Linked DNA regions of Pan troglodytes: region 1 is linked to region 2. Evidence: chromatin contacts called from public HiChIP or PLAC-seq data. All regions are on one chromosome and are shown on one strand. The core of a region is the stretch at or near the end of the contact, and the rest is flanking DNA. Distances in the headings are between cores, read along the strand shown. Region 1 holds the start of CD59 (CD59 molecule). Region 2 holds the start of C9H11orf91 (chromosome 9 C11orf91 homolog).

Region 1 (6,233 bases), core at 2,319-4,818, 36 kb before region 2:
CCCTTCCAACCCTGTCTAACCTTTGCTCCTCAGAATGCTTTGATTTGCTTTATCCTCTCATCAGAATTCACATTCTCTTAGTATGTTGAATGAGTGACCTCTAGTTCATACTGAGGTGTAGTTTTTTGTTTGTTTTTTCAGACAGTCTCGCTGTGTCTCCCAGACTGGAGTGCAGTGGCATGATCTCGGCTGACTCCAACCTCTGCCTCCCAGGTTCAAGTGATTCTCATGCCTCGGCCTCGTGGGTAGCTGGGATCACAGGTGTGCACTACCATGCCCTTTTTTGCATTTTTAGTAGAGCCAGGGTTTCACTATATTGACCAGGCTGGTCTCAAACTCCTGTCTTTAAGTGATCCTCCTGCCTCCGGCTCCCAAAGTGTTGGGATTACAGGTGTGAGCCACCGCGCCCGGCCTAACGTGAAGTTTGTTGGTAACAAGCTTCTGTATTTTCTGCTATTGGCAAGAATGCTTATTCACACGTAACAGGAATTTAACAGTTGGCATTAACGTTGCCCAAACCAGACTCTACTTTTGGTGGTGAAAAGGCCATTTCTGGCTCTGAGGCCCCTTGAAAACACAACTGATTTTTTTTATTAATTTCTCTGAGGCTTGATATATCACTAGAATAAGACAAATACCTAAATTAACAGTAGCTTAAATAGTTTGGGGGTGGTTATTCTTGCGAATAGTCAGAGGTAGCTAGTTCAAGGCTGACATGATGGCACAGTGGTGTTATCAACAGTCCAGATTGGCTCCATCTTTCTGACCTGCCATCCTTAGCACAAGACTTTTCCTCTCAAAGAAGATCATGGTTGCATACTGGCTGCTGCAGGCATATTGTATTCACAAAAGGATGATGATAACAAGGTAAAATGAAGTGGAAAATGAAAAGTGAGGCATGAGGCTGGAGAGGTAAACTAGCCAGGTCTCTAGCAGCCGTGTGGAGGGCAAGCAGAGAAGGGGCAGGGGATGCAGGAATTAACATGGGCAACATGGGGACCTGGTATTAAGGAATTGTAATGGCTCAAGCAACGCAAACTACCGATCTGAATTAGCACAGTAGCAATGTGAAAAAGGAATGATATTGAGATATTGAAATGGTAAAATAGGCAGGAATGGCTGAGTAGATGTGAGGGAGTGGAAGAGGTCAACGTTGATTCCTAGGTTTCTGTCTTCATTTATGAAAAAAATTCAGGAAAAGCAATCACTCTTTAAAGATGAATTCAGATTTGTGCACATTAAGTTCAAGACGTCTGTGGAACATATAAGTGGAGATGTCCAGCAGTCAGCTGGATATAATTATGAAGATAGGGGGAGTGGTCAGGGATGGAGACAGACTTTTGAATCATCTGCAAACATACATCCCAAGGTAAAAGAGTAGATACACTATAGTCTCCCAGGGAGCACACATAGCCATGGTTCTCAGTCTAATCCTGGGACACCAAATTATTAGTGGGTAAAGGAAAAGAATCTCAAGACCGAATGGTCAAGAAACTGGGAGGCAAACTAGGAGAGAGTGGCATCTCAGAAGCCAAGCGTGTCAAGGAAGGAATAGCTAATAGGATGTGTGTAAGGTAAGTACACGAAAGAGCTTTGGAATCCATCTTAGGAAATATACAGTATTAGCTGTTTTAAGGAGACATGCTTTAAATATCAAAGCAAGTCATCCTGATTTAAAAAACTCCCATTTGTATAGAGGAACACCAGGATTTGAGCACCACCAAATGGAACTCATTCCCTGACATCCCCAAGCCATCAGAATAACAGTAGAAGCGTTACCAAACACCGCATATTCTCACTCATAGGTGGGAATTGAACAATGAGATCACATGGACACAGGAAGGGGAATATCACACTCTGGGGACTGTGGTGGGGAGGGGGGAGGGGGGAGGGATAGCATTGGGAGATATACCTAATGCTAGATGACGAGTTAGTGGTGCAGCGCACCAGCATGGCACATGTATACATATGTAACTAACCTGCACAATGTGCACATGTACCCTAAAACTTAAAGTATAATTAAAAAAAAAAAAGCGTCAAGACAGTTACTATATGATTTTCCCTGCAAGACATTCAGTAATCTATGATTCCCCCGGCTTAAATTTTATCTCATGCCTTCTTCCCTGACCAGTTCAACACAAGCAGCCCTGAGATGTAATATCTTCTCACCCTGACCCTCAAAGTGTGTCTCATGCTTTCTAACAGAGGCCATCCTCTTGGAGGAAGACTTGTACTTTTGGCCTGTAGCCCCACCCTCCCTCCTATAGCGTTCTTACAGTCAGTTCTGCAGTGAGTGGGACACTTTCCAAATATAATAGCAAATGGAAACTTCTAATTACATCTGCACATAAAACTAATGTTCCAAATGGTGGTTGCGGTTCTGGTGAGTGCTTATAATTTTTTGTTACCTCAGCATCCATTTTCGAATATGTTTAACTTTTAATAACAGAAGCAAGTCTCAGTCACCATTGACAGTTTCCAGTACTACACCCCACGCAAATGGCTCTAGCTGGTGGCCAGAGATAAACATGCAGTGATGTGATAACAGGGCACTACTGCAGCTTCAAACTCTGGTTCAAGTTCCTCCCACCTCTGCCTTTTCACCTGCTTGCTTTAAATCCACCAGTTAGAGCTCTCCAGAGGAAACTTAACTGGATAAAGTTGCTGGCCCAAAGGTCCGTCCCTCCCTTCCTTCTCCCTGTGCTCCCTGATCTCCGTGTGTGTGTGTGTGTGTGTGTGTGTGTGTGTGTGTGTGTCCTCTAGGCAAGCTGTGTACCACCCAGGGTCCGTAAGTACTAAAAACTCTTAAACTTTCACACCGCTGTGTTATTGAAACCATGCCTACAATCCAGTCCCTGAGGGCGAGGCCACCCTGAAGGGACAGACTCATGCAGGCGGATCCCCTGCTCTTGCTCTTCTGTCCCTGCCTCTGGTGGCTGCTGGGGAACAGTAGCTACCAGCTAAGTTGATAGAGACACTCGAAGAGGTTCATTCAAAACACTGGTCCCCGAGCAGCCCAGTAAGCTTTTAAACGCATAACATTTTGTTTGGGTCTCAAACAAGTCACAAGGCACGGATACGGATGCGGCTGTGGCTGATGGCTATTTGGATGCTGCCCAAGCCTCGCAGTAGGAAGCAGCTTCAGACTACAGCAGGGCCGCATAGGCCGATAGCCAGGCCCTGGGGCACCCAGGGCACCAGCAAGACGCACAGAAACGTTTTGGAAAACATTTTAATATACTTAAAAAAACGTAAAAGGGAAAATCAGAAGTCTTTGGAAGTTTCCTACTGTTTTTATGTCCCATAGCAAATCCGAGGAGGACGCCCCAAACTTTCAGTTCCCTGGGGTTTTGAAGGTGCTCATTGGGTCCTGGCCACCCGGCCTTCTCAGAACCTGGGCCAGGAGGCTGAGCTCCGCGCGGGGGTGGAGGGAGAGGAGGAGGGTCCTGCCGAGGCGCGGCTGCGCGGTGCGGGAGCCCGGAGCCTGGGACGGCAAGGGCATCCTGAGGGGCGGGGCCGGGGGCGGAGCCTTGCGGGCTGGAGCGAAAGACTGCGGGGGCTGAGCGCAGAAGCGGCTCGAGGCTGGAAGAGGATCCAGGGCGCCGCCAGGTAAGAAGGCCCGAAGGCCTGCTGGGGTTTGGGTGAGCCGAGCCGAGGTGGCGGCGGCAGTCTGGGCCCGGGCGGAGGGTCTGTGGGGGCTACCCCCGTCCTCGCTTTCCACTCGACCCCTGCCGGGCGAGCCTCCCGAGGCCTGGCCCTTCCAACCCGTCACCGCTGCCCGGTGTCCTAGCCGAACGCTGGCTTCATTTTATCTACGAGGAAGGAGAAACGGGGAGCGCGCCCTCTCCCAGAAGCAGCCCCGTTACCCCCGTCGCGCCCCCCATTCCCTCGGGGGCAGCCTCGCACCCGGGCCCCTGCCATCGCTTTCCTCTCAAGGGAAGCTCTAGCGGTTCAGAGAAAGTGCGCCGGGGGAAAGGCCAGCCCTCCGTGGTCACCGCGGTTCCTCTCTCCCCTCGCGGTCTAAATGTGTAATTTTGAAAAGCAGGTGTCGGGCGAAACAGACTTTTTTTTTTTTTGAGATGGAGTTTCGCTGTTGCCCAGGCTGGAGTGCAGTGGCGCGATCTGGGTTCACCGCAACCTCCGTGTACCGGGTTCAAGCGATTCTCCTGCCACAGCCTCCTGAGTAGCTGGGATTACAGGCATGCGCCACCATGCCCGTCTAAATTTTGTATTTTTAGTAGAAACGGGGTTTTCCCGTGTTGGTCAGGCCGATCTTGAATTCCTGACCTCGTGATCCGCCCGCCTCCGCCTCCCAAAGTGCTGGGATTACAGGTGTGAGCCACCGCGCCCGGCCGAAACGGACGTTTTAAGTACAACGTGATGTTTTGTTTTCTTGGGTCGGCTCGGGCCGCACGCTTCTTAGAGTCTGACTGCTGACTTTTCAAAAAACAACATTAACCCGGGAGGCTGAGGTAGCGGTGAGCCGAGATCGCGCCATTGCCCTACTGCCTGGGCAATTAAGAGCGAGACTCCGCCTCAAAAACGAACAAACCCCACAAAGAACAAACAAACAAAAAAACCAACATTAGGCAGTGTGCCTTTTATGGCCGTTTAGTGATACCCAGGCTCTTCACTGGTCATTTCTGGAAGTATTTAACAGCACTTGATGGGTAAAACAATAGGCTTCACTTCACAGGGTGGTTGAGATGATTGACGGAAAGCGCTCAGCACAAACGCGGCGGCTGCTGATTATTTCAGGTACCCTGCGATCCCTGAGCAGTTGTTCAAGTTCTCCACTCCTGGCGGTTTACTCCCAGTTCCCTGAAGAAGGCACAGAGCCCCGAATGTTGAGGGAGATGGCAACGTTTGCCAAAATGTGGCTATTTACGTGGCAGTTTATGAAGGAGAGGCAGAAAGGGAGGCTGCCTCCCCTACAAGCCAAACAGTCCTAAAACTTGTGGCCTCTGTATTTTCACAGTGGAAACTAGAAACTGTTTGCTGAACTTAGCTCTAAGAAAAACATCCCATTAGCTGAGTGGCTTAGGAGATAAAAGCCTAAATAAAATGGATCTTAGGGTGAGAGAGTGGGGTGCCTAATGGCATTCATCTTTGACAGCTGCTGGTAGAAGCTCTTGAAAAGTAGAGCATGGAAAATTCTGGGCCACCTCTTTAAGAACCTCAGCCAAACCGCCACAGACATTACCAAGCCCAGAAGTGCTTGAGGCTTTCTAAAGGCAAAGACTTCTTTTTACTTATGTCCTATATCTTAGGAAACATATTCACTAAACCTTGGTTTTGCATGTGTACTTAACACGGGAGGGGCCGTGAGTGCAGAGATAGGACTCTTTGGAGAGTTAGGGATTGGCATTCCGGAACAAACTGCAGGAAAGGCCGTTGTAGGGGAAGCTGCAGATTTGTTTGGTCCAAAGAGTTCTGGCCTAATAAGTGGGAGCTGACCAATGAGAACACTTGGACACAGGGAGGGGAACAACACACACTGGCGCCTGTCGGCAGGTGGGGTGGGTGGGGATAGAGCATTAGGAAAAACAGCTAATGCATGCTGGGCTTAATACCTAGGTGATGGGTTGATATGTGCAGCAAACCACCATGGTACACGTTTACCTATGAAACAAATCTGCACATCCTGCACATGTACCCTAGAATTTATATATATATCACACAAAGAGTTTTGGAGTGGTTATTCCTGGCATGAGAACCTTGGCTGGATTGGAAAGCCTTTTCCGTTATGATGGTTGTTTTCTCTTTGTCTCTTCCTGCTGATGTAATTTGTTCCGTGAACTGAGTGATGGATATTTGTCTGGGCGCTTCAACAGGCATGGCTAGAGCAGGTATTGTGTATGTCTCCAAGGTGACACGCAGACCTGGAGTTCAAAAGCTCTAGTTCTCTGACATTGCTGACACTAGGTATCTTGTGAGTTGCCAGCCCCTGGCGAATAGAAACAAGATCCATCCAGGGTGGTTTTGCGACTAACATGTTGCCTTGGGACAGGTAATTTCATCCCACTGGGCCTCCACTAATTTCCTATAAAATAAAAACATTGGGTTTTATTTTGAGGACACTTCTAGCCTTAAAATTCTTCAGTCTGTAAGGCCTCAGGCTCCTAGGAGGAGTAACCATACTCATGGGCAACTGTGAATCTTGTGGAAACACCACTGATGTCAAATCTCTTCTCTAGTGACCTCAGCTTAACTAATGTATTTCAGAAGCTGAA
Region 2 (5,528 bases), core at 988-3,487:
AATGATTTTATTGCTTCATTTAAAAAGTATAACACAAAATCTCTTTTCCTTCTAAGGGCCTTCAATATGTAATAACAAGAGCTAATGTTGAACACAAGCCATTGCCAGGTACTTAAACTGTCTCACTTAGTCTTGCCAACCTAAGCAAGTAGATGCCATTACTATTCCCATTATATTGATGAAAAAATGAGGTTGAGAAAGGTTCAGCCGCACAGCCAAATACATAGTGGATCCAGGGTTTGGTCCCAAGTCTTGAGTCCAAAACCCTGGTTCTTACCATTACTGTGGTTCTGTAGGGGTGAAAAAATTTTTCTTCTAATCTCTTGGGTTCAGAGCCTGGGGCCTGAGAATTAAACTGACAAAGACAGATTAACAGAAGACAAAGTTTATTACGCAGGTACATGGGGTTCTTACAGAAACAAAGTGAAAACCCAAAGAAGTGGCTTGAGAACTTATATACAATTTTAACAATGGGCGATTGTAGAAAAGTGATAAGACAAAGGAAAAGAGGTTTGAGCTTCTGGGGGCAGTAAATTATGGGAAGTTAAATATATGGGGGAAACTAATGGAAGATAAGGGTATTTTTTATTTTATTTATTTTGAGACAGGGTCCTGCCTTGTCACCCAGGCTGGAGTGCAGTGCTATGATTGTGGCTCACCGCAGCCTCAACCTCAGCCTCCTTAGTTCAAGAAATCCTCCCACTTTAGCTCCTGAGTGGCTCCAGGCAAATGCCACCACACCTGGTTAATTTTTAAAATTATTTTGTAGAGACAGAATCTCGCTATGTTGCCCCTGGCTGTTCTGAAACTCTTGGCCTCAAGAGATCCCACCTCAGACTCCCAAAGTGCTGGGATTACAGGCTGGGTGCTGAGCTATCGCACATGGCCTGTATTAGCCATAGACTGAGGGGAAATACATTTTCTTGAGAGCCTCAGCCTAGTGATCACTGGTATGAATAAACAATGATGGGTGGCTGCCAAAGTCAGAGAGCAAATACTGCGTGTGACAACTAAGTGTGGGAAGCTCAGTGTGGGAAGAAAAAGCTTCCCAGTTTCAGACATGCCCCTTAATAGGGACAGCTGCCTCTTGTGTTTGGACAAAGTGTCCAAGTTCAAGTGTTTCACACACACACTGTTCCGTCTTCTGTTTGATCACAACCCTATGAGGCAGCCTGGTTTTCTTATTTCTATTTTATAGAAAACCTACAAAAGTCAAGCAACTTGTCCAAGGCTACCCAGCTTGAATATCTGACTCTCTCCACTTTGCTGCTACACACACACACACACACACACACACACACACACAGTTTGCACTGTGTGTGCAGATATATATGCATATATATATTTAACTTGTGAAGCTGATACTGACTCTTTAACTGCCCTCCACCCATCACTATTCATACCAGTGATCATTAGGCAGAGGCTCTCAAGAAAATGTATTAGTTATTTCCCCTCAGTCTATGGCTAATACAGGTTACTCACATAAATGAGCTGTCATGTCCTTTGGACAAAATGTCCAAATCGCTCATAAGCAATGGGTGAAGTATTTGAGGTAGGGCGGACAGGATTTCCTTTTGGTGGTTAGCTCGTTGCCTGTTAGCTCCTGGTGGTATCTGTGTTTGGAAGAGAACTAAACTGCATTTCACTGAAAACACTCCTTCAGATCTATTACAAACCAGATGAGGATCCCCTTTTCTAGAATCTTCCTCAACACTGCTAACGTTTGGCAGATACATGGGTTGGCTCTAACAGCCATTCCCAATCAATCCTCTTCTCCTTTGTCTGCCTCCCACAGTAGTGGATGAAAAATCAGACACTGATTTTCTCAGACTTCTTTGCTGTGGGCGCGGCCAGTGAGGCAATGAGGTAAGTCTGCTGGTGCAGGGGCCAGGTTTCTAGGAAATACTTTTCTCCCTCATGGGAGAAAGAGAGGAAGCCTGAAGTAAGCCTTCTTCCGCAGCCCTGGCCCGCTGCCTGTTCTGGATGAGGGTATGCTGGGATATGACAACGGAAGCCAGCGGCGTCGCAGAGCAAGAGCGAGGCGGTGGGCGGAGTCGAGGGACGGGAGGCGAGGCGAGGCGAGCCAGGGGGCGTGGCTTTCGAACTGCGGGGCGCGGCCAGCCGCCGGTGGGCGGGGCCACGTTCCGGGACGTGGTCGTCCGGGCTTTGGAACCCCGCCTGTTAGGGGCGGGGCTGAGGCGAAAGGGTGGGGCCGCGCTCCATCGGGGCGGGGCTTGTGGAACCTCGAAACCCCGGCGACTCGGGGCCTGAGCGCGCGTCTCCCGGCGCGGGGTTCCTCCCACGCAGACCCTCATTCAAACGATGCCAAAGGGGCGGCGCGGCAGCCACAGCCCCACCATGAGCCAGCGGTCGGCTCCGCCCCTCTATTTCCCGTCCCTGTACGACCGCGGCATCTCCTCGTCCCCGCTCAGCGACTTCAACATCTGGAAGAAGCTCTTCGTGCCGCTGAAGGCGGGCGGGGCGCCAGTGGGCGGGGCGGCGGGGGCCCGGTCCCTGTCCCAGGCGCTCCCCGCCCCGGCGCCCCCGCCCCCGCCACCACCCGGCCTGGGTCCCTCCGGCGAGCGCCCCTGGCCCTCGCCCTGGCCCTCCGGCCTGGCCTCCATCCCCTATGAGCCTCTGCGCTTCTTCTACTCGCCGCCGCCGGGGCCTGAGGTGGCTGCCTCGCCCCTGGTCCCCTGCCCCTCGACCCCCAGGCTCGCCTCTGCCTCCCACCCGGAGGAGCTCTGCGAGCTGGAGATCCGGATTAAGGAGCTGGAGTTGCTCACCATCACTGGGGACGGCTTCGACTCCCAGAGCTGTGCGTGACCTCGCCAGGGCCACCGAGCCCAGCCTTAGCCTGCCCTAGCTCCCTCCTTGGCTCCGTGCCCCGACCCGAAATGTAGCCTGGTTTGACTCCAGCCCCCAGTAGTCCCAGATCCAAAATCTATCCCCTAGCACCCAGACTCCCTTATCCTGGACTTCAACCGACTCCTCCCCCCACCACAGATCTGAACTTCATGAGCCTCTTAGTCCCAAACTCCATCCTCCCTCCTTCCTAAACCCTTTGGGTCATCTGGACTCTGAGCCTCCACACCTGGAACTCCATCCGCCACCACCCCGTCCTGAACTTGAATCCTCCTGCACAGTCATCCTCCTACCCTGTACTCTGGAGCTCCACCCACCACAGACAGTCCCTAAGCTTTAATGTTCGGTCTTAAACCGGGGCTCTCCATGGGGGAAGGTGAAGTAGGTGACTGTCAGTTGTCTGTAGGGGGAGGTGGGAGTTGTGCAAGAACCACAAGGCCCAAGGCCGTTTCCAGGGCAGCTTTGGGACACTCCACTTCTCAGTGCTGGGGGGCAGCCCCCCTGGGATTCTGTGGCCTTGGCGCCGGTAGTTCTCTCACCAGGATCCTGGGCCGATATCTGGTCTTAGGTCTGAAGTCTTAGGGCTCTGGACCACGTGTGCTGATGCGGGCAGGATCCCTTAGCCTACGAGCTGAATGACTCCTCCCTGTTGGAGGGTAAAGTTGTTAAATGCATTGTACTCCAAGAAGGACCTATTGCAAAGTAGAACTTTCAGTAGCGGTAGGTTGTCCTGCAGACTTTGTCTTTCCCGTCACTTGTTTTGGCTAAGGCTTGTCCTTGACCACTGGAGAAGGGTAGATAGTTCTAAAAAGATCATTCCAACTATTGTATATAACGGCTTAAGTTGGCTTCCCCTGCCACACAGAGAAGGGAAGTATGAAATAACCTAAATGCTTAGGTCCGTGTGGCCATGGAAATGGTCTTCAGTTCAGCACCCTTTCTCATAGCCATGGAAGGAAGACAGTCCCTAGAAAAACTGGGCTTTGCTAAGTCCTGGATTTCTTAACTATGAATACATACATAATACTATGTATTCATAGTTAAGAAATCTTAACCGAATACATAGTTAAGAAATCCAGGGGCCGGGTGTGGTTGCTGGCACCTGTAATCTTAGCACTTTGGCGGGGCCAATGCGGGCGGATCATTTGAGGTCAGGAGCCTGACCAACAAGAGGATCATTGAGGACCAGCCTGAGCAACATGGTAAAACCCTGTCTCTACTAAAATACAAAAATGAGCCGGGCTTGGTGGCACGCATCTGTAATCTCATCTACTCGGGAGGATGAGGCAGGAGAATCGCTTGAACCCAGGAGGCCGAGGTTGCAGTGAGCCAAGATTGTGCCACTGTACTCCAACCTGGGTGAAAGAGTGAGACTCCCTCTCAAAAAAAAAAAAAAAAATTAGAAGAAGAAGAAATCCAGGACTTAGCAACTCTGACTGTAAAAACACATGTAACTGGATGTGTTGCATGTACAGTCAGAACCAGTTACATGTTTTTACAGTCAGAGTTTTCAGTTTTTTGTTTTTTTCTCTCCCATCTTGGATCACAAATGGAGTTTTAGGTTGGAGGAAGCACAGTTGCTTCCCAAGAGTTTGCTTTGGAAGTGTTAGGAAAAGCCCTTATCTCTATTACGGCTAAGTTTGTTTTGCTCTCCCGCAGACACATTCCTGAAGGCGCTAAAAGACGAAAAGTTACAAGGACTGAAGACCAAGCAACCCGGAAAGAAGTCGGCCTCTCTCTCCTGAGGAGCTGCCCACCAGAGCTTGGGCAGCCACCTCCTTAGGTGTTAGTGCTTAGATAATGTGTCCCATTTGTTGTCATTTCAAAGATGGTTATTTTCTGTTCTGTATTTACCGCTGTTGTTGTTGCTACCAGCATGTACTTCACATACAGTGCCCGCTTTGTGTGGTAAATCTCATGGTCTCTCTCCTCTCTATGTGCTGCTGAGGGAGCTCTCTCATGGTGTCTAGAAGCTGCTGTCCAGCCAGCATTCAAGGTCTCCCGAGACCAGGGAGGGAACCCCCAACACTACCACAGTCATGCAAACCAGAACAACAGATTATCAGGAAGGAATCGGGAGAAACCAAGGGCAATATATATATTGGTTCTACTGCTGTGTCTCTGCTCAGAAAGGTTCTTTGAGGACTGGAATAGTGGGGGTTTGGTGTGTGGTTTGTTTTTTTTCCCAAACATATTTACTCCTTGGAAGTGTTTGGTGTTTTCATTTTTTTTTTTTTTAATGTTTTTTGGACCACAAACTCTCTGATAATCTTATCAAAGCCCTGGCCCTTCCTAGAAATTCATACATTCAAGAAATATTTATTGAGTGCTTATTTTGTGCCTAGGCACTTGGGATTGGGGATGGGGGAGAGACAGACAATAAATATTATAAATAAGTAAATCATAATATGGTATCATAGAAGATGACATGCTAAGGGGGAAAAAAAGCAGAGTAAGGATTGCCAGGGTGGGTCAGAGGAAGGCAGGGCAGAATTTCACATGGAGTTTCTTGAAGAGGTATTATTTAAACAAGGTCTGAAGGAGGTTGAGGGTCATAGCCATGTGACACCCTAGGGAATGTTCCAGGCAGAAGGGCCAGTGCAAAGCCTGCTCCAAAGATGGGAGCATGGCAGCATTTTTGAGAACCAGCAAACAGTCCAGAT

What was found. HiChIP or PLAC-seq counts read pairs in DNA pulled down with a chosen protein or histone mark.
Region 1: an H3K4me3 HiChIP or PLAC-seq map of stem cell-derived excitatory neurons shows a contact between it and region 2, with 2.0 times the contacts expected there. The contact joins the promoter of CD59 here to the promoter of C9H11orf91 in region 2. A contact is called at or near these places in 1 of 7 Hi-C or Micro-C datasets (stem cell-derived neural progenitor cells) and 1 of 1 datasets of contacts at active chromatin or transcription factors (stem cell-derived excitatory neurons).

What each region holds. Positions count from the first base shown.
Region 1 is chr9:37,741,789-37,748,021 of NHGRI_mPanTro3-v2.0_pri, reverse strand. CD59 (CD59 molecule) reads left to right here and starts at 3,568. Exons shown (of 4, transcript NM_001280485.1): 1 at 3,568-3,609.
Region 2 is chr9:37,705,537-37,711,064 of NHGRI_mPanTro3-v2.0_pri, reverse strand. It overlaps C9H11orf91 (chromosome 9 C11orf91 homolog), which reads left to right and starts at 2,237. Exons shown (of 2, transcript XM_016920652.3): 1 at 2,237-2,818; 2 at 4,525-4,783. The coding sequence starts at 2,323. The coding sequence ends at 4,610.